Regions from separate parts of the Mus musculus genome. Here region 2 is linked to region 1. The links are chromatin contacts, called in public HiChIP or PLAC-seq maps. All regions are on one chromosome and are shown on one strand. Each heading gives the region's core, a stretch centred on a gene start, on an enhancer-like site or on the middle of the called end of the contact. The rest is flanking DNA. Distances are from core to core; before and after follow the strand shown. Region 1 holds the start of Slc30a9 (solute carrier family 30 (zinc transporter), member 9). Region 2 overlaps Slc30a9 (solute carrier family 30 (zinc transporter), member 9).

Region 1 (5,857 bases), core at 155-2,654:
TCGGGATGCATGGTGAACAGGGGAATTTCAGGACATCGAGATAACAGAGCATGAGTGTTATAACTTTTTAGCTTATTAGAAGCATTCTTCACTGTCAGCCACAAAAACCACAGTGAGCTCATATGTAGGTGCAGGAAGGGCTGTCCGGTGGTCAGCTCTAACTCAAGCCGTTTTACACAGAACAGTTCGTGTTGACCTTTGATTTGATGGAATTTCTTAAGATTAGCAAACCTCATACATAACATTCAGAACATACAGGACAAAACCATGGTTATGTGGTCAGCATGTTCTTGAGCCAAGTCACTTCTTGGTCAGTGAGTGGCAGGCATGTTAGAGTAGTAATATAACTGGCAAGCATGGAACAAAATGGCTACAGTTATGGGGGAAGGGGTGTCAGACCATAATATATTTATCCAAATAGCTGCAATAGCCTTTTACTAGAGACCACAACCTTGTTAGCCATGGGCTTTTGACCTGCTTAACCTTACCAGAGGTGGATTCCCTCCTGTGAAGGGAGCCTCAAGTCCACTCAAAGTGGTGGGTTTCCTCCCCATTTACTGATTTGCACTCATTTTCTTTATTTTTTTATTAGATATTTTCTTTATATACATTTCAAATGATATCCCGAAAGTTCCCTATACCTTCCCTCGGCCCTGTGCACTCATTTTCCATTTAAAATTTTATTTTACAGTACTTTCACTAAGCGATTTAAATTAATCTTTAAAACAACTGGACATGCATCCCATTCTATTTATCTGGCCAGACAGGTATTGACTTAGCCCCTGGAATATAGTAGTATACGTATACTGCACAGGATCCAGTGTCCATATAGCTATTCTCTATTCCGGGGGGACAATAATTTCAGTAGTGGTATTTTGAAGAAAAGTGTACAGGGTAACTATTTAAAAATGAGAACCACGTTAATTATAATTAGGGTGGTGAAAGAAGGCTTAAGCTAAGAACTGAATGAACCTGACATGGTAATGGTTAAAACAGGCGAATGTGTTCAGGTTTCTTTCTCTCTGGGACCAGGCTGTTTGAAAAACTGCTCCATCTTCGCGTACACATAGTACCGCGACTTCAAATTTTATGCACGCCTCTAATTTTGTTATACTACGACCGAGAAGCGGAGGTTGAGTGATCAGCAAGGTGACCACGGTGTTGGACAGAGCGGTGCCGAGGGTTCAAAAGGAAAGGGGACAGAGGCTTAAACCCTGCCTTCTCCTCCTGCTTCCCACGCCCCGGCGGCGCTTCGTAAGACTGTCTCCCGGGACACGACACGGACTCACAAATGCCCAGCACAGTCGGCAGCGCACACCGTCCTGGCCCGGTGCTGGCCAGAAGCACCGCCCACCCCGCCCCCGCTGGCATATTCCGTCACTTCCGCTGTCGCGCCACACCCCCATGACTTCCGGGTCGCCGAGGCCGCCGGCCGCGGCGCACACATCCGTGCTCGCCGGGGTCCGGTCTATGGAGTCAGTTGGCGCGGCAGGCGGCTCGGAGGCAGGAGGTGGTGTCCGAGTGGGGGCCTCTGCCCCGCCAGGATGTTTCCGGGCTTGGCCGCCGCCGCCGCGGCGCACAGGTGCAGCTGGGCGGCGCTGTGCAGGCTCGGTGGCGGCCGGGCAGCGACCCGCGGCCGCAGCCAGGGTGAGTGACGGACCGGTGGAGGCCGCGCCTGGCCTCGGCAGTTGGCCCGCCCGCTTGCCCTTCTCCAACCCAGACAGAGCCTGCCGGTCTCGCAAGGTCCTCACAGGTGTCCCCGCGAGCCGCGGCTACCGGGGAGCGGCCAACCCGCGTAGGGACACCCTGAGGCGGACCTCCAGACCCGGAGGTCTTAGGGCACATCGCGGTGACCCAGGGTGACCCAAACAGGCCGTGGGAAATGGCGGATTCCACCAGCTTGGAGGGTCCCCTTGGGCCGCCGCCGCAGTTCTGTTGCTGCTTAGGTTGAGTGAGGTACTCCTGCGCTACACTTTTTCTTAGTGCCATCCCGTTTTCTTAAATCTCCCTAAATCAAAGTGGATGTCACATACGGATCTTAAGGTGAGGGCTTCTCACAGTTATCGAATGGGCATAGTCTGGGGGACAGGAAACCCACCGAAGTTTGCGGTTATATCGAACAATCCTTTTGGTGACAAAAGTGTCTCCTGAAACTGTACATAAATAACCCTGGGCGCAGGGTGGGATTGAGAGTTTTCATCTTCGTCAGCATTGCTTTCTCAGTCAGATTCAAGTTATTGGAGAGTTTCTAAAGTAGCATCAAACGTGTAAGTCCTGTTTCTGTTCACCTCCCTTGTTCCCGTAGCTTGACACGGAGGACTGCTAGCAGAGCCCAGGAGAGGACAGGACCAAATCCACCGCTAACCCGAGCCCCTCAGGTTCTTGGGATTTGCAAAGAGTGGTTACAGAAACGTTTCTCAAACATTCACAGTCACCCTTCAAAAACTTGGATCGGAAGGCAAAAGCTGCAGCCATTCAGGTTTTTTGATAAAAGCGGTCACACACTCCTGTGCTGGGCAGATAAAGTAGAATATATTCATACCGTATTAAAAGCTGGTTTCTAAGGTTGCAAAAGAATTGATTGCAATACACTGTTTTAGTTTGTTGTTAATGACAGAATACTGTAGCTAGTTTTCCCATGGTGGCGGTATGCCACTTATGAACAGAATGGGCCCTCTGTTTAAAACTCCAAATAAACTTCAACATATTACACAGAAATATATATACATATAGTGGCTGTTAAATGTTGTCCAAAGTGCCCCTTCAGTGTTGGTGAGGTGAGTTGCAGTAGTGTAATTTGTAATTCTTATTCTGGGTAGCTGTCACTGGGCCTAAAATGCTGGGCTCTTTGTCCCATTCTCTGTAGCTCAGATAGTAATTAGTCTCTTCATTTAGGACTACTTTGCAGAGTTCTTTTAGGATGTTTATTACTACAAAAAATTTAGTGTTTTTAACACTTAACACCTTTTTAAATTTGAAACATCACCTTGGTGGAAGTTTTGTTACGGTATTTGAAAGAGCAATCAAAACTATGGTTAAATTTAAAAATCATTTGGAGAAAGTGTGCTATTTAAGTTGGATGCATATTACAAGAAAAACTATTTGAAGCTTTTTGTCTTGTTTTTGTTTGTTTGTTTATGTTTTGGGGGAGAGGGAGTTGGGGATCCAAAGCCAGATGATTTTCTTTGAGAAGAAATAAAGTTTAGTTTCTTCTTCTAGAATGCTTACCTGTCTAATGAAGTCTTCTCAGGGATAAACAGAGGCGGCCAGGTATGGCAGTCCATGCCTTTAGTTCTAGCAGAGGCAGGAGGATTTCTGAGTTTGAGGCCATCCTGATCCACAGAATGAGTCCCAAGACAGCCAGAGCCACACAGAAAAACTTCATCTCAAAAAACCAAAATGACACTAAAGAGTAAACAGGAGGAACCCATTGACTGATACAAATACATAAAAATGAGAAACCTCTGTGAAGTCAAAGAAGAAAGACAGTATTCAAGAGCCTGGCCACAGCATGTAGTTTTGCACTGTGTGGTAGACTTATTTTTAAAAGTAAAAATAGTATACTTTAGCTAGTATATATTCTGGCATATAATTTTTAAAAAAATGTTAAGGTGTCTCCCATTTTGTGTTGTCTTCAGAATGCAGTGTGTATTTCACACAGCCCATCACAGTCTGGACTAAGCATACTCAATATGGCGGTAGGATAGCATATCCAACAATGCAGCAATGGGCAGAGGAGATGGTTGAATGTTGATGAATAACATGCAGAGAGCATGGTCTACAGACATTAAAATGTTTGTTTTTAAACATATATATTTAAAGGATTTCACTGCTGTCTATCTTGCATTGGCTAAGTTTACTCCTTTTTTTGTCGAAACATTTATTTGTTTGTGTGTGCACGCACATGTATGTTCCAGAATGTGTGTGCACAGAAGCCAACAGAGGGCGTGAATCACATGGGGCTATAATTATTGGCATATGCAGTACTTAGCTGCTAAGCCATATCTTTATCCTCTTAAGGTTTTCTACTGATGATATGATATTTTTTATGGGAGATGTAGGAACTCTCTTGTACTGATTGGCAGCAGAATTGAACACTGATTTATGAGGTAGTTATTCTCTGTGTAAAAGGAACCTTAAGAAGTTTGTGCCCTGTGACCTGACAATTGTAATGAAAATAATTTACAATAAATAAATACATACTGAAATGTGTATCTCAGTTCATTACTAATACATTGGAAGTTTATTTGTAGTTATAGTATTTGTATTATGTTAGATGCTTTTATTGATTTTATCTCCCTTCTCATCTTTTTGAGACAGGGTTTTAACATTTAACCTAGGCTGACCTCCATTTTGTGATCCTCCTGTCTCTATCTCTAAGTCTTGGAATTGCAGCTATTTTTACTTTTTCTTAGCAAATATTGAAGTAACTAAGCAAGACAGTAGAGCTATAATCCAAGTTGTAGCACAGGGAGTTGTCAGTGTGTGCTTTTGTTGCCTTTAAAAAAAAATAAAGTGAGAGATGGCCTTCTTTATGCTGTGTACTAAAACCATATAGGTCACATTCTCCTGGGCTGGGCCTCTCTATCTTGCTTACACCTCTGCTGGCTAGATGAGTAGGCAGGCTTTCCTGCAGCATTGGCTGGCAGAAGGGATGCCAGTAAACTGGGGCTCCTGAGTGTTCATATTGGCAGACTGTCACAATCTGATGGTGCTGTTAATAAGATCGCTCCTAAAATCAGTTCATGGTTTTAACATTTTTATATGTATGAATGTTTTGCCTGCATGTAGACCTGTGCATCACATGTGTGCAGTGCTCATGGAAGCCAGAAGAGAGTATGGGGTCCTCTGGAATTGGAGTTGCAGAAGATCGTTAGCTGCCTTGTGGGTGCGAGGAATTGAACCCAGGTCTCTGGAAGTCTCTTAACCACTGGGCCATCTCTTCAGTCCCCATTAAGATCTTTTTTTTCCTTTTAAGATTTATTTTATTTATATGAGTGCACTGTACCTGTCTTCAGACACACCAGAAGAGAGCATTGGATCCATTACAGGAGGTTGTGAGCCACCATGTGGTTGCTGGGATTTGAGTTCAGGACCCCTGGAAGAGCAGTCAGTGCTCTTAACTGCTGAGCCATCTCTCTAGCCTTCCATTAAGATTTTAATGAATTCTAGATAGCTTATTGGTAGTTATGTTTTTAGTTTCTATATGGTATACTTTCTGTGTTTTTTTGAGACAGGGTCTCTGCAGAGCCTTCGCTGTCCTGGAACTCACTAAGTAAATCAGACTGGCCTTGAACTCATAGATCTGCCTGCCTCTGCCTCCTGAATGCTGGGATTAAAAGCGTGCACCACCACACCTAGCCTATTGTACACATTTTTTTAAATATAGAAAATCAATTTTAAAATTACATATAATTCTGGTAGCTTATCAAGTATATTTTTTAGTGATTGAAACCATACTGAGTTAGACTCCCTTTTTCATGTAACTGTAACATGTAACTAGGAACTAGGAATTGTTCCTCATCTGGCAAGCAAAGGGTTTTTTTGTTTGTGTGTTTTGTTTTGTTATTCTCTCACATATTGTATCCCAACCACAGTTACCCATTCCTTTCCTTTCCTTCTCCTAGTCTCCACACCCAGACTTCCCCTCTCCCTCAGATCCACCTATCTTATGCCTCCCCTCAGAAAATAATAGGCCTCTCATGGACATCAACCAAACAGGACATAACAAGCTACAATAGGACCAGGCACATAGCATCACATCAAGACTGGACGAGGCAAGCCAGTAGAAGGGAAAGGGTCCCATGAGCAGCCCGAAGAGTCAGGGACAGCCTCCACTGCACTGTTCAGATTCCCA
Region 2 (6,062 bases), core at 311-2,810, 34 kb after region 1:
GTGCCTTGTTTTGTTTGTGACAGAGCCTTGAAACGTAGTATTCCAAACTAGCCTACATTCAATGCCCTCACAGAGTGGGCCAGCTAGAGCTTTTCCTGTGTCAGTACAGAACACTGTATTTCAACTAATGTTGTAGAAGCCATTTGTGTGGTTGATCATTTGTGTTGCATGCCCTTACTGATGGAATTTTAGATTCCTGTAGTTATTGTCTTGGCTTGTTTTGGTATGGCTTCATTTTTTTTGAGATGGGTTTCTTTATGCAGCCCAAGATGCACTCAGACTTGATTCTCCTACCTTACACCTCTTCAAGTGCTAGGAATTTAAGTGTGTGCCTCCATGCCCAGCTATTTTTCAAGTTTTTTATCCTTATAAACAATGTAGTTTTGAGTCCCCTTGGGTTTATCTTTATTTTTCTAAGTCCTGAAACTAGGATGTCTTGGCCATTTATGTGCATTTATGATTTCTTTGTTGCTGTTCTCTCCATCTTCCAAAGTGGCGTACTCACTGTATTCTCCATCTTAGTAATGAGCTCTTACTGTTCGCTCTTCTCCATAGGGCTTGCTAGCACTGGGCATCAGCAAATCTGTTCAAACACCAGATCCTTCTCACCCGTAAGTCAATGAGATAAAGCCAAGGGATTGCAGAGATTTGAGATTTATATAACATCAAGTTGTTCGGTATTTGGTCATTTCCTTTGTAGCATGTAAAGTGCCACGGTCAAAGTAAATTCAAGGCATAATTTGAAAATGGAATTGAAGTATTTTTATGCTTTATAGAGCAGCCTAGAGCTCTTCTCTGTATTTGGTAATAACAAAACACTTATCTTAGAGTTCTGTTTTTTTTTTTTCAAGGAATATATTTCATCCCAAACTTAGTTGGCCACCTAATCTAAAATTTTGATGTTAACCCTTTTAAAATGCATATTTCATACTTACTCTTTCTTTAATGCTTTTCTTATCATTGAGAAATCTTTTGATAACATTTCAAAATTAGGTATTTATAAAGTAAGGTTTTTGTTTTAGAAGATATTGCTTTGAGTATGTCAGTGTCCTGATGTAGATATTTATTTTTGTAGCCTCTAGCTCCATATCCATTGTTATTTTCACTAGCTTCATTAATACAGATTGATCAAGTTAAGGCAAAGATGTGCCTTTATCTCTGTGAAGATGTCTATTTTAGTACTTTATAAACACTTTTTCTTAATTGAAACCAGGGTACTGCTATTTTAATAATAATAATAATAACTGCTATTTTAATAATAATAATAATTTAAAAATTATAAGTTATCTAGCATAGAGAACAAATGTTAACAAATTGTATGCCGGCTTCTTGCTGGCAGGTCCAGGTGAGAGGAGAGAGGTCCGGGTCTCTCTGGGGCTGAGCAGGATGGCGAGTGTCCACAGCCCAAAAGAAACACACCAGGGCCTGGAGTCTGTCGAAGCAGGAACTCAACTTTATGGCATCAGCCTCTCACTTATATAAGGAACATAGGGAGTGGGATTTTTGGTGGGTTAGATGACAGAGGAGGTGGGGAAGGGTGACAGAGGGTATGGCGTGACTGACAGGGCCAATGGCAAAGTTCTACCTCAGCAACGGTGGGCTAGAGGCAGGGCCAAACAGGTCTTGCTGAATCATCCCGATGCGGAAGTGACTGAGACAGGTCTCAAAACTAGAGCCAGGCTCGGGTTTATTCTCAAGGCCCAAACCAGGGCCAAAATGGGGCTCAACAATTGCACATCTACTATATTTTACTATCTCTTGAAAAAAATATTTTCCATACCAAAAATTTAAATAAGAGGGTAAAAATTTAAAGGTTTATGTTCCAAAGATTGCTTCTTAAGTATTTTCAATAGCCCATTTTAGCACTACCTAGTACAGTGACTAAATTTTGGACAGTAGTTTAAGGAAATTTAGATATGGTAGCCACATGGCACTTAATATAGCATCAGTAACAACCCTGAAAACAAAAACAAAAACAAAACAGAATCCACAGTGCCTTGAAAATACATATAATTCAAATTGGCATATAGTTGCTGTTACTTTGGAAAAAAACTTTTAAAACAATTTTTTTTCTAAGTCAAATTTGTAAAATATTGTTGCATCAATAAACTGGAATTCTCTATAGCTAGATTATATTTTTGCCTGAAGAGAATTTCAGTAATAATTCCAAATTTAGAATTGCTGTTTGAATGTGTATCTACCAGAGAATGCAGTCATGTTTGTGTTTAAGAGTACATTTCTCAGAAAACGTTTCTATTTCTCATAGTATGTCATAATTTTCAAGTGTCCTGAGAGTGCTGTTTTGGTACTTAAAATGATACAAAGTAATGGTTCATTTTGACCAAAGATAATTAGAAAAATAATTGATGTTTTCAAAATTATCCATGAAAACATGCAGAAAACTGAATATATTGGTTTACTTGTGTGCTAAACTCTTCAGAGCCAGCAGTAAGTTTCATGTTAAACTGTTGAGAATTAAGCAATAAAATTATGGGTAATATTTTCAAAGATCTTGCAATTTTTTCCATTTTGTATACTGTTTTTATTGAAATTTGAACTTTGTGCTTATAGTATTTAATATAAAAAATTATGCCAATTTAATAGTCCAAGAATGATTTTGTTTGTTTTCATTGACTTATTAAACATTTTGAAAGTTAGTGTTCATTTTTGTAAACTATATGATCTTTTTATCTTTCAGGTACGGCTTTTCAAATATGCGCTATATTTCTTCATTGATTAGTGGTGTTGGTATTTTCATGATGGGCGCAGGACTCTCTTGGTATCATGGAATCATGGGATTACTTCATCCTCAACCAATGGAATCCCTGCTATGGGTGATCCTCCTTTCCCCCACTCTCACTTTGGAGTACTGTGACTTAGTGGAAACCTTTCCATATTGTATTAGAGGACAGAAATAATTTGCCTCTTGGCTGTGCCACACAAGTTAGTTGTGGTTTTGTTTTACACATGAGTATTTATGATCTCTGAATCTATATAATTGTGTGACTTAAGACAATTTTTACTTATTTCATGTGTTTGGGTGTTTTGCCGGCATGAATGTCTGCATCACATGTGTGCCTGATGCAGGCAAAGGCAAAGAGGATGCTGGCTCTCCTAGACTGGGATTACAACAGGCTCTGAGCTGCCTTGTGGGTGTTGGGAATCAAACCCAGGGCCTCTGATAGAGCAGCCTGTGCTCCTAACTGCTGAGCCCTTAATTTGGTGATGTCACACAGGAGGGTCTCCGTAGGCTTTATTACTAAGCACATCCTCTTTAGTTAAAATCTTGGGCAGCTTTACAGATTTTTCTGGAGATGCTCTTGAAGAACAAAAAGAACTCCATGCACTTCTAGTGCCAAGAGTGACCTTATACTAGGAATTAGAGTTTTCAGTCATTTGACAGAAGTCAGAACTACATTTAGTGTTAAAGCAAAACAGGAGGTTTTTGTTTCCTTTTTGTTTTTGTTTTTCCTTTGAGGCTCCATCAGGAAGGTCCTGCACTGGGGAACAGGAAAAGGAAGATGGTTACTTCCAGTTTTGTCACACCAAGGCTCTTCTGCTCAGTAGGCTGTGCCCAGCACTGGACAGAGAACAACAAACACTACAGTGGTCTTCTCTGGCCTTTGCAGATCTTTAAAAACTACCTTTCATTGACAGGCTTTAGAGAGCAGGCTGCTTTGCTGTTCTGACTCCTTGGGTCGACATAGACTGGTCATATGCTGTCCCCTCAGCTTCTGTGTTGCAGGGGATAATTTCAGGCATGTGGCAAAATGCCTCTTAGACATTTCAGAAGACTCCAGTTCAGGTCCCTATGCTAAGATCTACGTATGAGACATTTTACTTTCCATGGGGCACTGTGATTTTTTTTTTTTTTTCTCTTTTCTGACAGCCACCCTCAGTACCCTTCCTACAGTTTATATCAGACACAGTTTGCTATACTCTTCAAACTCTTGGGTGCACTTATTTAGCCCACTGAGCAATATTAGCAACTCAACACGTTCATCATAGAAATGCTAGCCTTTGGCCTCCTTATTCTCCGACTTGTACTGCTAGGCGCAAAGTCGGGGTGTGGTCTAATGGGAAGAGAGAGATCCCACCTCCTTCTGAAAGCCCCAGCAGCTGAAATACTTCATTCTGCTATTAGAACACCCTAGAATGAGAGTGAACTTAGAACTTTTTTTACTGTTTTGGGTCATAGAATAGTATATAATCAGTCTTATTTTAACATTCCATTACATATTTATATAATAACAAGTCAGTTAAACTAATCTTACTTTGTTTTTTGTCGTTTGGTTATTAAGACAGTGTTTGCTTTGACACCCAAACTGGCTTTGAACCTTTGAGTTCCAGCCTTACTCTTCTACACTCCCTGTGCTGGGATTACATACAGGCACATGCCACCATGTCTGGCCTAGTTTCCTACTTTGTTTTTAACCATAGTACATTTAGTGTAATGGAATGGACAAAGCTTGCCTCTCCTGTTGTGGACATGTTTATCAGCCCCTGTAGCACAGTACCTTGCTGTCCTAGCAGCATCTAATTTGAACAACATCATTTGACAGGCCAGAGCAATTTTTAAAATTAAAGAATAAATAGGTCCGTTTTTAATTGTGTTCAGGTTTTACTATGTCTTGTGATTGAGTGAATGAGTAGGATTCCATTGTAACTAGGCCCTGGCTGGCTAATGGAGTCGGTGGGCTATGAACTTGCTTCAGAGGTATTGATTGCTTCAGGGTCCTTGACCTGGAGCACTTATTTTTTTTACTAGAATTTTTTTTCTTTTATTTTTCTGTTTAATTAAAAAAAATGGTTTTTTTGGAGTCAGGAGGTTTTGAGACAAGGTGTCTCTGTGTAGCCCTAGTTGTCGTGGAACCCACTCTGTAGACCAGCCTGGCCTTGACTCAGAGATCTGCCTGCCTCTGCCTCCCAAGTGCTGGGATTAAAGGTGTGAGTGACTATACCTGGCTTGTGTCATATTTTACTGTCCTCCTGATTCCCAACAAGATCCTGAGTATCTAGCTTGAATTAGAGCTTTTATTTCAATTCTATTGGATATTACAATTTTATATTATGAGCAGCTGTGATCCGTTAGTGAAATGCTTGGTTCATTATTTGTTCAATGCTTGTTTTCCAGGCATATTGTATTTTAGCAGGATCTTTGGTGTCTGAAGGAGGTATGTACTGTCACAAGGTATTTATTTTCAGTGATACACATTCATTACTGTTTGCCACAGTCTGTTAATTTGTACCGTGGAGTTAGGAACCTAGGCTCCGCCTGCTTTTCTAGTAGAAAGTCTGGTAATGTTCTGTGGTTGTTGCTGTAATGGATGAGGACAGGGGAGTAGACTGTATTCGTAAGTAGTCTAATATTGCCCAGACCATAAAAGCATAATGGTACTGATTTTTTAAATTGGGTTTTAGCACTGTTAATCAGAATACAAAGCTAAGTATAATAAGTTTTACAGCCAAGGCTATGCTGAGAAACAAACAAATCTGAAATATAGCTTCAACAGTCTTGTAACATATTTGGTAATATTGACATAAACTACCTATTTTAATGTTCTTTATCCCTAAAAGATTATCATTTACTATACTTGGTATTCCCTTCCTCTACCTTTTAAAGAGATCTATTTACTTATGTATTGTTCCTCTATTTATGTAAATATCTGTGTGAGTGCATGTGCATGTTTATCAGTGGGTACCTGCACCCATGCACACGCTGAGGCCGGAAGAGGGCACCAGCTCCCTCCGAGCTGGACTTAGGTGTTTGCAGGATGCCCTGTTGTTACTAGGGCTGAGATTTGAACCCCAGTCTTCAGGTTTGCAGAGCTCCAGTCCCCTAAGGCATCTCTGTAGTTCCTCATACATTTTAAAAACTAATATAACTTCTTATTGGCAGGTTGTAGTTGAACATATTTATGTGATTTTCCTTAATTGATAGACATCCAAGGGTTGGGTTGACTATGCTTAGCGGGTGCCAGCTCAGCGGTGGCTTCTCAGTTGACGAAGGCTACTGCTGTAATTATGGCTAACCATTATAGTTTTGAGATAGGCGATGCATT

What was found. HiChIP or PLAC-seq counts read pairs in DNA pulled down with a chosen protein or histone mark.
Region 2: a contact with region 1 is called in an H3K27ac HiChIP or PLAC-seq map of embryonic stem cells, with 11 read pairs. The contact joins the enhancer-like site here to the promoter of Slc30a9 in region 1. A contact is called at or near these places in 1 of 39 promoter capture datasets (macrophages), 2 of 15 datasets of contacts at CTCF or cohesin (CD8 T cells and the NIH/3T3 cell line), 2 of 484 Hi-C or Micro-C datasets (embryonic stem cells and female germline stem cell-derived STRA8 germ cells), 4 of 115 datasets of contacts at active chromatin or transcription factors (the SCID.adh cell line, embryonic stem cells and intestinal villus epithelium) and 3 of 9 other capture datasets (adipose tissue, liver and pancreatic islet).

The regions. Positions count from the first base shown.
Region 1 is chr5:67,305,551-67,311,407 of GRCm38.p6, forward strand. It overlaps Slc30a9 (solute carrier family 30 (zinc transporter), member 9), which reads left to right and starts at 1,405. Exons shown (of 18, transcript NM_178651.4): 1 at 1,405-1,647. The coding sequence starts at 1,545. RefSeq lists a cis regulatory region at 1,053-1,776.
Region 2 is chr5:67,339,396-67,345,457 of GRCm38.p6, forward strand. It overlaps Slc30a9 (solute carrier family 30 (zinc transporter), member 9), which reads left to right. Exons shown (of 18, transcript NM_178651.4): 10 at 556-611; 11 at 2,699-2,834; 12 at 5,135-5,174. Among named protein-coding and RNA genes, the nearest start is that of Slc30a9, 35 kb to the left of the region's middle. Within about 2 kb of position 1,561, at least 10 of the 459 cell types and tissues checked have an H3K27ac peak or open chromatin away from gene starts, as enhancers often do. A contact at or near this core is called in embryonic stem cells, where this site is marked.